Regions from separate parts of the Mus musculus genome. Here region 1 is linked to region 2. A link is a contact called in public promoter capture Hi-C data. All regions are on one chromosome and are shown on one strand. Each heading gives the region's core, a stretch centred on a gene start, on an enhancer-like site or on the middle of the called end of the contact. The rest is flanking DNA. Distances are from core to core; before and after follow the strand shown. Region 1 overlaps Csnk1g1 (casein kinase 1, gamma 1). Region 2 holds the start of Plekho2 (pleckstrin homology domain containing, family O member 2).

Region 1 (5,911 bases), core at 1,121-3,620, 390 kb after region 2:
ACAGCCTATAATCTCAGCACTTAGGAGATAGAGACAGAAGACCAGGCCATCCATCTTTGACAGCATAATGAATTCAAAGCCAGTATGGGATATATGAGACACTCTCTCAAAACCTAACCTAACCAAAAAGACAAAGGTTAGCTGTAGCTCAGTAGTAGAGTACTTGCGTAGCATCCATGAGGCTTTGGGTTCAATCCCCAGTATTGCAAAAAAAAAAGTAATACTTGGTTTTTTGTTTTATTTGTTGTTGGTTTGGTTTTATGTGTATGAGTATTTTGTCTGAATGACTGTGCCTAATGCCCACAGAAGAATTGAATTCTCCTGGAACCAGCATTATGGATGACTGTAAGCCACCGTGTTGGTGTTGGGAACTAAGTACAAGTACTAAGAACTAAAGAACAAGTACTCTTAACTGCTGAGCCATCTCTCCAGCCCAGTGCTATTATTGATAACCATTTTTTTTTTTAGATTTATTTATTTTGAGTGTTCTATCTCTAGGTACACTTTTATGCCAGAAGAAGGCATCAGATCACATTACAGATAGTTGTGAGCCACCATGTGGTTGCTGGGGATTAGACTCAGGACCCCCAGAAAAGCAGTGCTCTTAACTGCTGAGCCATCTCTCCAGCTGCAAAAAGCTTTTGAAAATTTGAAATTCCCGGGGCCTAGCAAACACATAAGTGGATGCTCACAGTCAGCTATTGGATGGATCACAGGGCCCCCAATGGAGGAGCTAGAGAAAGTATCCAAGGAGCTAAAGAGATCTGCAACCCTGTAGGTGCAACATTATGAACTAACCCCGGAGCTCTTGACTCTAGCTACATATGTATCAAAAGATGGCCACTGGAAAGAGAGGCCCATTGGACACACAAACTTTATATGCCCCAGTACAGGGGAATGCCAGGGTCAAAAAAAATGGGAATGGGTGGGTAGGGAAGTGGGGGGGAGGGTATGGGGGACTTTTGGGATAGCATTGGAAATGTCATTGAGGAAAATACGTAATAAAAAAAAAAAAGAAAATTTGAAACTCAAAAATTGAGAAATTGGCATATAAATTATCCTTAAAATTAACTGATCATTATTTGAGAAAAATTTAACATTGTAGTACCAATCTTTGCCTTAATCATCCTGTACACATAAAGAGATGATCGATCTCTGGGTGGGACTGGAGGGAGCAGTGGACTAATTGCCCTCTTTTCACTAAGTAGAATGGTAACTATTCATAGGTATGCAGAAGTATTTACTTATTCTCCATGCTAATTGCCTGACTGACTGACTGCCCACCTTCCCTTCCTTCCTTCCTTCAGTGTGTGTGTGTGTGTATGTGTGTGTGTGTACACGTACATGGACACACATGCCCCTCTCTTGAAAAGACTAGAAGAGACCAATGGATCCCCTAAACTGGAGTTAGGGGTAGTTAGTTGTTAGCCACTTAACGTGGATGCTAAGAACTGAACTTTGGTCCTTCCTGCTCTGCTCTTATTTGCTGAGCTTTCCAGCTTCTGCCTCAATTTCTTCTTGCTGGATTTTAAGAAATAAAGGTTAGGTAGTAATTTATATATGTACTGCTTCCACTGTAGGGCAAGAAAGCTTGACAGCTAGAAAGATGATTAAACCCTTTATGTTTCCTTAATTGTGTGACTCTTGACTAAGAGCTACTGATTCTTTGAGAAATGCTGTCTTACTGGAGCTTTCAGTAAATGTAGCCTGTAGGTAACTCACTGAATCAGGAAGTTTTCCTTCAGATGTTTTAATGTCAGTAGCATATCTAGGCTGCTTCTTAGAGAAGCTGAGTTTTTAGTTAAAAGTGCTCCAAAACTTGTAAATACAGTTTCTCTGTCATTAATGATAGAGCCTAGAACAAAAAGTTAAACCTGTAGATTTTATGCAGTGGCTACTAAAGCTTTGAGTGCTTGGTATCATGCCAGCTCATTCATAGATTTTCAGTCCATTAAGCTGCGTACCTTTTCTCACAGTTATTGATACATTTTATGTATATGTTTAGTTGAAGTAGTTATTAATTTTAAAAGGATAGAACTTTGACCCACAAATCTTTGTCATTAAATTCTTCCAGTGCAACATTTCTGAGTACAGTATATTCACTGAGCATATTGACTGAATGATTGAACTTCTAAATGTCTGTATTTCCTGTTGGCTTATACAATTTTTTTTAATTACAAACTTTATCTATTTTGTCTATCGGGTGGGGCATGTGCCACTGTGTACATGTGGAAGTCACAGATTTTTGTTGTCCCCTTTGCTAGGTGGGCTCTAGGTATCTTAACTCAGGTCATCTGGCTTGGTGGCAGGCGCTTTTACTGCATGAGCCCTCTCACCAGCCCCTGTTCAATCTTCATGATGCCTTTGCCCCCTGGCAAAGGAATTGATTTAAACAGTGCTTGGCCCAGGACAATTATTGCATCACCTCCAGTGTTCTTTAGCTATTAAATAAGAGAATAACATTTATTCAGTTCTTTTGGCATTCTTAGAAAAAGTAAACAAGCACAAACCAGTCAGCATTTTATAGTGTATCAACAATCATACCTAAAGTTGAGTTTATGCTTGTGTTCCCTTAGAAGGCATAAAGAACCAACCTTCCCCCCACCCCAAATAGGGCACTGAGAGGCTCAAGAAACCATCAAGAACTCGTCAGGGTGGCCTGATGATTTTATTGGGGTTACTTACAACAGCATGGATAACTAGATAACTAGCTGGATAATACTTTACCAGAAGGTCCCAATTCTGGAGAGCTGTGTCACTGTAGTCTTAACTCCTAGGCAACCTCTATCTTTAAATCACTTGTCACCCTGTCCCCTCGGACCACACAGAGCTGCAGGGAGTGAGGAGAGTGGTAGTGACTGGAATCTCCAGAAGACCTCCTCTACCTTCTTTCTACCAGGGAATGTTAGCAGCCCTGTTATTATTGCCATATGTGTAGCTGTCACTGTATCGCTTACTTTTCTTGTCCAGATGACTGGAGACCAAGGTATTCATAAGTCATAAGAGTCATTCTTCATGATGGCAGATGGTCTTGTCATGTCTGCAGGAAATAGCTTCACTTCAACATTTAGTAAATTTTTTAAATATAAAATTGAATCATCTGAGAAGAACTTCATAATCAATCGCTTTCCAGTTTAGAGAGAACTGAAGAAAAGCACACTGATTATGCTCCTCTTCTGACTTTTCTGCTCTCCACTCACTAAGAGCATCTCCCCCCCCACAACACACACACCCATCCCCACACATACCCATCTCCTTGCTCCTTTGATCTTTGTCCTTCTAGATAGGATCTCACGTAGCCCCTAAACTCAAGATCCTGTTGTCTTTACTCTTTGTGCACTAGATAAAGGGGTGGGCTGCCACACTTAGCATGAGGACACAACTTTAGCCTTATTTTCTTATCCCCTATTAAATGTTAACTGGGGGTACTTATTTTTTCTCTTCAAAATACCTGAAATATTTTATTTGTTTTAGTTTTTTTAGAGGGGGCTGTTACCTCATACTTAAAATAATAATGAAAATGAGATTTATTTAATACTTTTCAGTTTACAGAGGACTTTCACGTGCTCTAGCTCATAATCCTTGTAATCATCCTGTGCCAGAAATGTGGTTCTCTAAGTGCTCTGCTCGGAGAATGCCCTGTGTTTCACCCTAGTTGTTCTCTTTTATCTTATACTGTAGGGCCAAGATAATACTTTTAAAATACCACTTGATTTTCTCTTAGCATAAGACTACTGGTGATTCTCAGCAAGTTGAATAATGAAATAAAAACATACCCATATGTTAGTTTCTCATAAAGAGCATACAAGACGAGAGGTTTATCTAGTTCATGGTTCCAAATGCTTCAGTCCATAATTCCCTGCGTTTGTTGGTATTGTCTGATGAAAAAAGAACAGATGACTAAATTGTATAGTGCAGCAGAGCTGTGCACCTCATTGGGTCTGGAAGAAAAAAAGCCAGAGGAGGGGAAGATGGATGGATGGATGGATGGATGGATGGATGGATTCCAGGAGCTAGATAGTAGACCATTCAAAACTATGTCCTGATGATCAACTTCCTCTCATTAGGCTCCATTTTCTAATTTTTACTACCTGTCAATAGTGCCATCAAATTATGAATCTACCTCTGAACTAATCCATTGATAAGTCAGCCTCCTCTGATCCAATCACCTCCTAGTAATTGGACCCACCAACTAGGACTAAGTCAGTTTGGTTCACTTTAGCAAGCATCTGTTACTATATGTTAGATACTGTACTTGTTACTGGGGATATAAATATTGATGGGGTAGAGATGTAGCTTAATGACAAGCCTAAAAGACAGTGAATGTTCTCTCTCTCTCTCTCTCTCTCTCTCTCTCTCTCTCTCTCTCTCTCTCTCTCTCTCTCATGCTTGTGCACGTGCATGCATGCGCACACACACACACACACCATTTTTGTGCTCAGGAAACATACTGTCTCCCTAAGGTAGAAAAAAATATATGTAACATACCTGACATATACCTGTCATTCTGGTCTGAAGAGGCTGAGGCAGAAAGATTGTTATGAGTGCAAGTTTAGCCTGATCTACATTTTGAGACCCTGTCTTCCAGATAGATAGATAAATAGATAGATAGATAGATAGATAGATAGATAGATAGATAGATAGATAGATAGATAGATAGATAGATAAGCAGGCCTGGTTTTACTTGCCTTCAGTACCAGCACTAGGGTGGCTAAGGCATGTAGATCTCTGAGTTGAAAGCTACCCTGGTCTATATAGCCAAGCCAGACTGTAAAGAGATCCTGTCTTAAGAAACAACAACAAATATAAATTGACACATTACAATTTACAATTTTCTAGAAACTAGGTGTTCATTTGTGTTATTAAGCTTCTTGAATCTTGTATAAAAGCTAGTTTCTTATCACCCAGGTGAAACCCTATGCCACTTTAAGATTTTCTAAGGAAGATTCCCCCCCTCCCCCAGGCTAGGGATGTAGTTTAGTAGTAGCACAGGTCATGCTTAGCACGTGGAAGACCCCGAATTCTATCCCCCATATGTCAACACGCACAAGAGGAAATACCCCTAAACACAATCTGATCCTGTGACATGCTAGAAAAATGTAGAATCTGATATCTGACTAGTCCCAGACAACTAGAGAATGTGGTACATGAGAAGAAATGGAAGGACGCCAGAGATGATCAGTAGAGGAAGCCTGTGGATGGCCTTGGCTAGCCTTCCTCTGCAGTATGCACACCTCAGAGCATATTGTCATAGGTCAGGGCCTCTGTGTACTAAGCTGCAGAACATATAAGACACATTATTCTTGGAACCTTTTTTTTTTTTACTTGTAGATTTAAGGAAAAATATTTATATTGAAATGAATCTATAGTATCATAAAAATCACACATCTTTTTTAAAAATGCAAGTGTTCAAAGAAATCAAAGGTTCCTTTCTTTCTTTTGAGGTAGGGTAAGGCCTTACTATATAGCTCCATGTGGCCTGGAACTGCTGATGTAGACCAAACTGTCCTTGAACTCATACAGATCCACCTGCCCTCTGACTTCCCACTCCTAGAGTTTAAAGGTATGTGTCACTATGCCCTACCTGGAATTCTTTTTCTGTTTTAAATATAAGAAGTAACCTTTATTCTTCAGGTTACTTGACTTTCTTACTTGAAATGTTTGTACCCAAACATACTTTCCCCTATTTTTCAGATTCTTCTATGTACTTGTTCATATTTTTGTCCTAGCATCATCTCATTATATAATTTATTGGCTGGGTTTTTAATCACATACACTGGACTGCATGAGCAGCTAGGGCATATTCTCTAATGTTGGAGAACTGCCCGTGGCTCATCTTGGATGGATGGTGCTTGTATGTGGTGGGTAGTAAGACATTCAGAGGCATCCCTTTACTTCCGCTCTCCTACTT
Region 2 (5,692 bases), core at 1,196-3,695:
GGCCTGGAGTTGGTGAAGAAGTGCTTTGGGAAGGTAGGTGTTTGTGGAGAATTAAAGGCAAAAAGGTACCAAAGTCTTCCTATCGCCATGGTGCTGGAGAGCTGGCGCAGAGTTAGGAGCGCTAGCTACTTCTTCCAGAGGACCTGGGTTCAAGCTCTGGCTCACAAACATGGTTAACTCCAGTTCCAGGCTATCTGATGCCCTCTTCTGGTCTCCATAGGCAAGTGGTTCACAGAAATGTATACAGGTAAAACACACACACACACACACACACACACACACACACACACACACACACACATATAAAACTTCACATTCTTAACCCCTTTACCACAGAAAGAAAAAGCACAACAGTAAGAACTAGAGCCCAGCCCAGTGTCACAAAACCAGCACTGCCACAGGACACTGCCATGACTGTCTCAGTAAGGATGAGGACAACAGTGGGCAGTCTAGAGTCAGGGAAAGGCATGGCTTTGAGAGGGTAGTGGAGCAGAGCTAAGGTTTCCAACCTTACCCCACAGTCAGCAACCACCACCAGTGATATGTTTGGTTTTCAAAGCTTTTGTACACACATTATCAAATTTCTAGATTCCCCTTCTCATTTTATAACTGGGAAAATGAGGACCAGAAAACGCAGGTAGGCAGATGCTCGAACCCAAACTAGCTCTCCTCCAAGCCTCAGCCTGACAGGGACCAACCATCCTATATCCTATACAGAGGCTAAGGGAGGCTGGCCTCAGGGGTGGCTGGCATCCAGGAAGTGCAAAGCAGGAAGGCTGAAGACAATTATGTGAAGGGAGATGAGGTAGCCTGAGGTCAAGGGCAGATAAGTAACCATGATTAAGAGGTGTTTTAGAGATGGATGGATACAGAGACACAGGCGAACACGTGAACTCTATCAGCAGGAATCGACAAGAGTCAGGGGTACCAAAGAAAGGACAGGCACAGAGATACCCTGACTGTGTGGGTGAGACCTGGGAGTTCAAGGGAGGAAGGAACATGGACAAGACTTTAATGACCCAGATACTTCAGGAGTTTTTGATATCTGGGAGTCACAAAGTAGCCATGTTAGAGATTAGGGACCAGAGGGAGAACAGGGCTGACTTTGCTGAGCCCAGGAAGCCCCAGGAGAACTTCCTTTAACTGGGGACCAAAGCAGATCAGGAGATGGAGTAATTCTGACCCACATCCTCTGGGAGCACGGGGAGGGGCTTTGGACAGAGAGCACAGCCATTGCAGGAGTGGAACCGAGGGCAGGCAGCCGCCATGACAGCAAGGAAAGAAACCACAGCAAAACATAGTGGCCTGACTTTGACCCCTACCTGTACCCACTCTGAGTGCAGGGACCACAGTTAGGTCTAGCGGAGGAGGGTAGGCCCTGTGTTTCATAGAAGAGGAAACCCGGGCTGAGAGGGGAAGTGACTTATCTACCACCTCACAGAAACTCGGGGTCTAGCCTAGAGGGAACAGCCAGCCTTGCAGTGACTCCAGGAAATACGCAAGTGCTCACTGACAGGAATACGGATGGCTGAGCTCACTGAAGGCTCCCCAGCTGGCCTGGGTGGCTACAGGAGGGAAGGCTTCATCTTCTTCCCCGCCCTTCAAGGGATAAGAATGTCTTCTTACTCGTGCAATAAGTGACTGCTGTATACTGAATACTTGGATAACGAGAATGTGGCCAAAATCTAGTTTGTATGCAGAGGGCAGAGGAGGCCCAAGGGACGTTGCTGATCCAGTCCTTGCTACCGGGAGACTCAGTTGACCTGACCCTTCAACTAACATCCTCTGATAGACACAGCTCAAGAGCACTGGGAACTCTGAGATATTTACACAAGGAAGACAAAAGCAATTTCTTCGTTCCTGCCATCAGGCTCCGTTACAATCTCAGATTTCTTGAAAACAGTGACCCAGGACCCTGAAGAACTTCCCTCCCCTAACACACACCTCAGAAGCAGACCTGGCTGAGGCAGGCAAAGAAAGCCAAGAAAGGGTGTAACGGGATTCAAGCACAGCAACCCTGTCTACTTTCAGCAAGTCACCCAACTCTCCAGAGCCTCAGTCTCCCCATCAATCCAATGGGAACCATGACAGGCACTGTTTCCAGTTGGTAAGAAACGCCCAAAACATAACTGAGGATGCTGTCGGCGGGATGCAGACGAGACCTCCATCCCGCCCCTACCCCATTGGTCCAGGTTCTGCTTGAAGGGAAGGACTGTGCAGAAAGACCCGTGGAAGTAGGACGGGCAGCACCCGAGCCCAGCACTCTTGTTCCGTCTGGCCCAGCCCTCGCCCTCACCTCCTCCTCCATGGCGAGTTTGCAAGGTCCGGCGGCTTCGCCGCTTACTGCTGCCCGCGTTGCGCGGGCTCCGCTTGCTCCATCTACGCGCAGCCGGGCGGCGGCTTGCTGTCTTCTGTCCCGCCGGGCGCCCGGGGCCCAAGAAACTTCGGGGGGCGGGGCTGGAGCCGGGGAGGGGCTTCCGGGGGCTGGGGGCGGGGCCAGGGAGGGATACAGCGGCCTCCAAGCCCCCGCCCGCAGCTGGGTGAGGAGCATGGCCGGGTGGGGGGTTCAGGGGCGGGGCCAGGGCGGATCCTGGGCGGGGCCTGTCTTCAGCTCCGGGAATGGACGGAAGAACCTAGGCGGAGCTGAAGTAGCAGGAAGAGGGCGGAGAGAGGTTTCCCGGACCAAAGCAGGGAGAAGGACTGGGAGGGGGTAGAGGCTAGGGAGGTGGGGGATACGGAGGGGGAGGGGGCTTCCGGCCCAGAGGCGGAGGCGAGGGATGCTGGCGGGGTGGGGCAGGGCGGGGGCGGGGCGGGGCGGGGCGGGGGCGCGGCTGACCAAGCAAGCCCGGGAGGCAGTGGGTAGCTGATGCCTTTGAGGTTGCCTAACCCAGTGGGCCTGGGTTGCGGGGGACTGGATCCAGCTGCCAGGGCAGTTCAGAAATGAGTACACAAAGAGGCTCGTCCCCTTTCTTCCCCCAATTTGAAGTAGTGGCTATGGTCTTCGGTCTGTGGAACTTCAGGGTGGGGCCGGCCATGAGCTTGGAATTTATGACCAGAATCAAGTTTGGACTCGGTTCCTTAATAGAGGGTCTCTGAAATCCCAAACTCTGTGCTCTCCTTTCCCTCGTTCAACCCCTTTCTGGTTCTCATGTTGTGAGCCGACTCCATCACCCTAACTCCCTTCGGCCCTGACCTGACCACGTTGCTAGAGAGTGAAGAAACCCTTTAAGTTCTACCATGTACTTTTATTTTTATTTTGAAGAAACAGGCTCGGAGAGTGACTGTCACAGCCAAACCTCCAGCATCCCGCGCGCGCGCGCACACACACACACACACACACACACACACACACTATCTTTCCTAGTCAGGTGTGCTGCATGCTACAGCACCCAGAATTTTGTGCTTGTGGGATAGATTAATGATGATCTGTTTTGACTCTGGGTGACCTAACCTCAGCTACATCAGTTGACCAAACTTCTCTTTCACTGCCCTCTGCTGGCCTTTGGGCTCAGGTCCTTTTCAGTTCAACGTGAAAGAGGATGGAACACACTGCCCCTCGTGCCTGGAACTGGTCCTTACACCTAAAGGGTGGAGAGGGGTTGTGAGATGACCTATTGGTTAGGAACACTTGCTGCTCTTCCAGAGGACCTGGCTTTGATTCTCAGCACCCACATCGTGGCTCACAACTGTCTGGAACTCCAGTTCCAGACGATCCGAGGTTCTCTTCTGGCTTCCTCGTGTACCAGGGATGTAAGTGGTGCACAGACATAACTGCAGAAAAAACACTCATATACATAAAATAATTTTTTTTTTTTTTGGTTTTTCCAGACAGGGTTTCTCTGTGTAGCCCTGGCTGTCCTGGAACTCACTCTGTAGACCAGGCTGGCCTCGAACTCAGAAATTCGCCTGCCTCTGCCTCCTGAGTGCTGGGATTAAAGGTGTGTGCCACCATGCCCGGCAAATTAGTTTTTTTTAAGGATATAGAAAACAGTGTGCCAGGGCCACAGTGTTGAATAACAGTTTCCTCCAAGATTGAAACATTCCATCCTGCACAGAGTTCCTTGGACAGGAAGATAAACAACTCAAAATAAAATCCCACTTGTACAACTCAGGAGGCAGAGGCAGGCAGATTTCTGTGAGTTCTATGAGACCAGGCCAGCCTGGTCTACAGAGTGAGTTCCAGAACAGCCAAAGCTACTCAGAGAAGCCCCATCTCTAAAAACCAACTAATGAAACAAACAAGCAAGCCCCATCTCTTGCTGTTTGGAGAACAGCTTATAATTAGAGTGAAACTAGCCATCTATTGCTGTGATTTCGGGTAGAGGTGTGTCATGGTTTGAATATGCTTGGCCCAGGGAGTGGCACTATTTGGAGTTGTGGCCTTGTTGGAGTAGGTGTGTCACTGTGGGCATGGGCTTTAAGACCCTCATGGTAGCTGCCTGGAAGTGAGTATTCTTTTTTTAAAGATTTATTTATTGATTATATGTAAGTACACTGTAGCTGTCTTCAGACACTCCAGAAGAGGGAGTCAGATCTCGTTACGGATGGTTGTGAGCCACCATGTGGTTGCTGGGATTTGAACTACAGACCTTCGGAAGAGCAGTCGGGTGTTCTTACCCACTGAGCCATCTCATCAGCCCCGTGAGTATTCTGCTAGCAGCCTTCAGATGAAGATGTAGAACTCTCAGCTCCTCCTGCACTGTGCCTGCCAGGATGCTGCCATGTTCCTGCCTTGATGATAATGGGCTGAACCTCTGAATCTATAAGCCAGCCCCAATTAAATGTTGTTTTTTATAAGAGTTACCTTGGTCCTGTGTCTGTTCACAGCAGTAAAACCCTAACTAAGACGAGATGACAGCATGCTGTGGTGTGGAATGAGAATGGGAGGACATTAACAGACTGTATACATTTTGGAGGAAGATAAAGTTTTAACGGTAGGTAAGGAGGGAAATCAAAGATAGGGTGTAGGTTTTCAACTGGACCCCCAAATCGTGGGGGCAGCAGAGAGGAGAAGGGAGAGCACCAAGCAAGGTAAGGAAGCAGTTCAAGGTGAGGTCCTACTGTTTGGGGCTGTCACAGTGTGGCTTGGCTGGCTTCTACCTCAGCATCAGGAAGTTTGGAGAAGAGAGACCAGAGCTGCAGTGCCTGATTTGTGCTCTGGAAGCTACAAAATCATAAAATCTTTCCTCATTCGTCTCTTCTAACCACACTTTCTTCACAAGATTCAACTACAGAAGAAGGAAGGCAAAAGCTTGGAGAGAAAGGATCCTAAGTGTGGGGGACAGAGAGGGAGGCAGGGATCTTTTTAGTATCACATGATACTGCCCTTTGCTATAAAGTTACAGTTATTTCTTTAGCCTGCACTGGGGCCTTTCAGTGAGAGAATGGGTAAGACCCGGGAAGAGTTCTACAGAAGAAAATCTTATAAGAACCCCTTCCCTCTAAATGTCTGCCTCCAATCTGGATTTGGGTTTAGAAAGAAATCCATAAGTAGCTTTATGTCTCCCTCGAATTCGGCCTCACAGCGGCGGCAGCAAGCAGAGAATCACACGTGCACCCAACCCAGAGCAGCAAAGAAGGAAGTTGGACAGCAGACGTGAGGACTCACTCTGGCTCCGCCCCTCTGCATCCGCCAATCAAGGCCCAAATGACAGAACAGCAGAGGTAGAGTGGGCAGGAGGACAGAGTCCAA

The links. Promoter capture Hi-C pulls out the DNA fragments that hold promoters and counts their contacts.
Region 1: a promoter capture Hi-C map of liver shows a contact between it and region 2, with 2.1 times the contacts expected there. The contact joins the enhancer-like site here to the promoter of Plekho2 in region 2. A contact is called at or near these places in 1 of 39 promoter capture datasets (liver), 4 of 115 datasets of contacts at active chromatin or transcription factors (bone marrow-derived macrophages, embryonic forebrain, embryonic stem cells and 1 more) and 1 of 9 other capture datasets (adipose tissue).

The regions. Positions count from the first base shown.
Region 1 is chr9:65,966,576-65,972,486 of GRCm38.p6, forward strand. The region is part of intron 3 of Csnk1g1 (casein kinase 1, gamma 1); the gene reads left to right. Among named protein-coding and RNA genes, the nearest start is that of Gm22657, 17 kb to the left of the region's middle. Within about 2 kb of position 2,371, at least 1 of the 459 cell types and tissues checked has an H3K27ac peak or open chromatin away from gene starts, as enhancers often do. A contact at or near this core is called in liver, where this site is marked.
Region 2 is chr9:65,577,642-65,583,333 of GRCm38.p6, forward strand. It overlaps Plekho2 (pleckstrin homology domain containing, family O member 2), which reads right to left and starts at 2,446. Exons shown (of 6, transcript NM_153119.3): 1 at 2,297-2,446. The coding sequence starts at 2,308.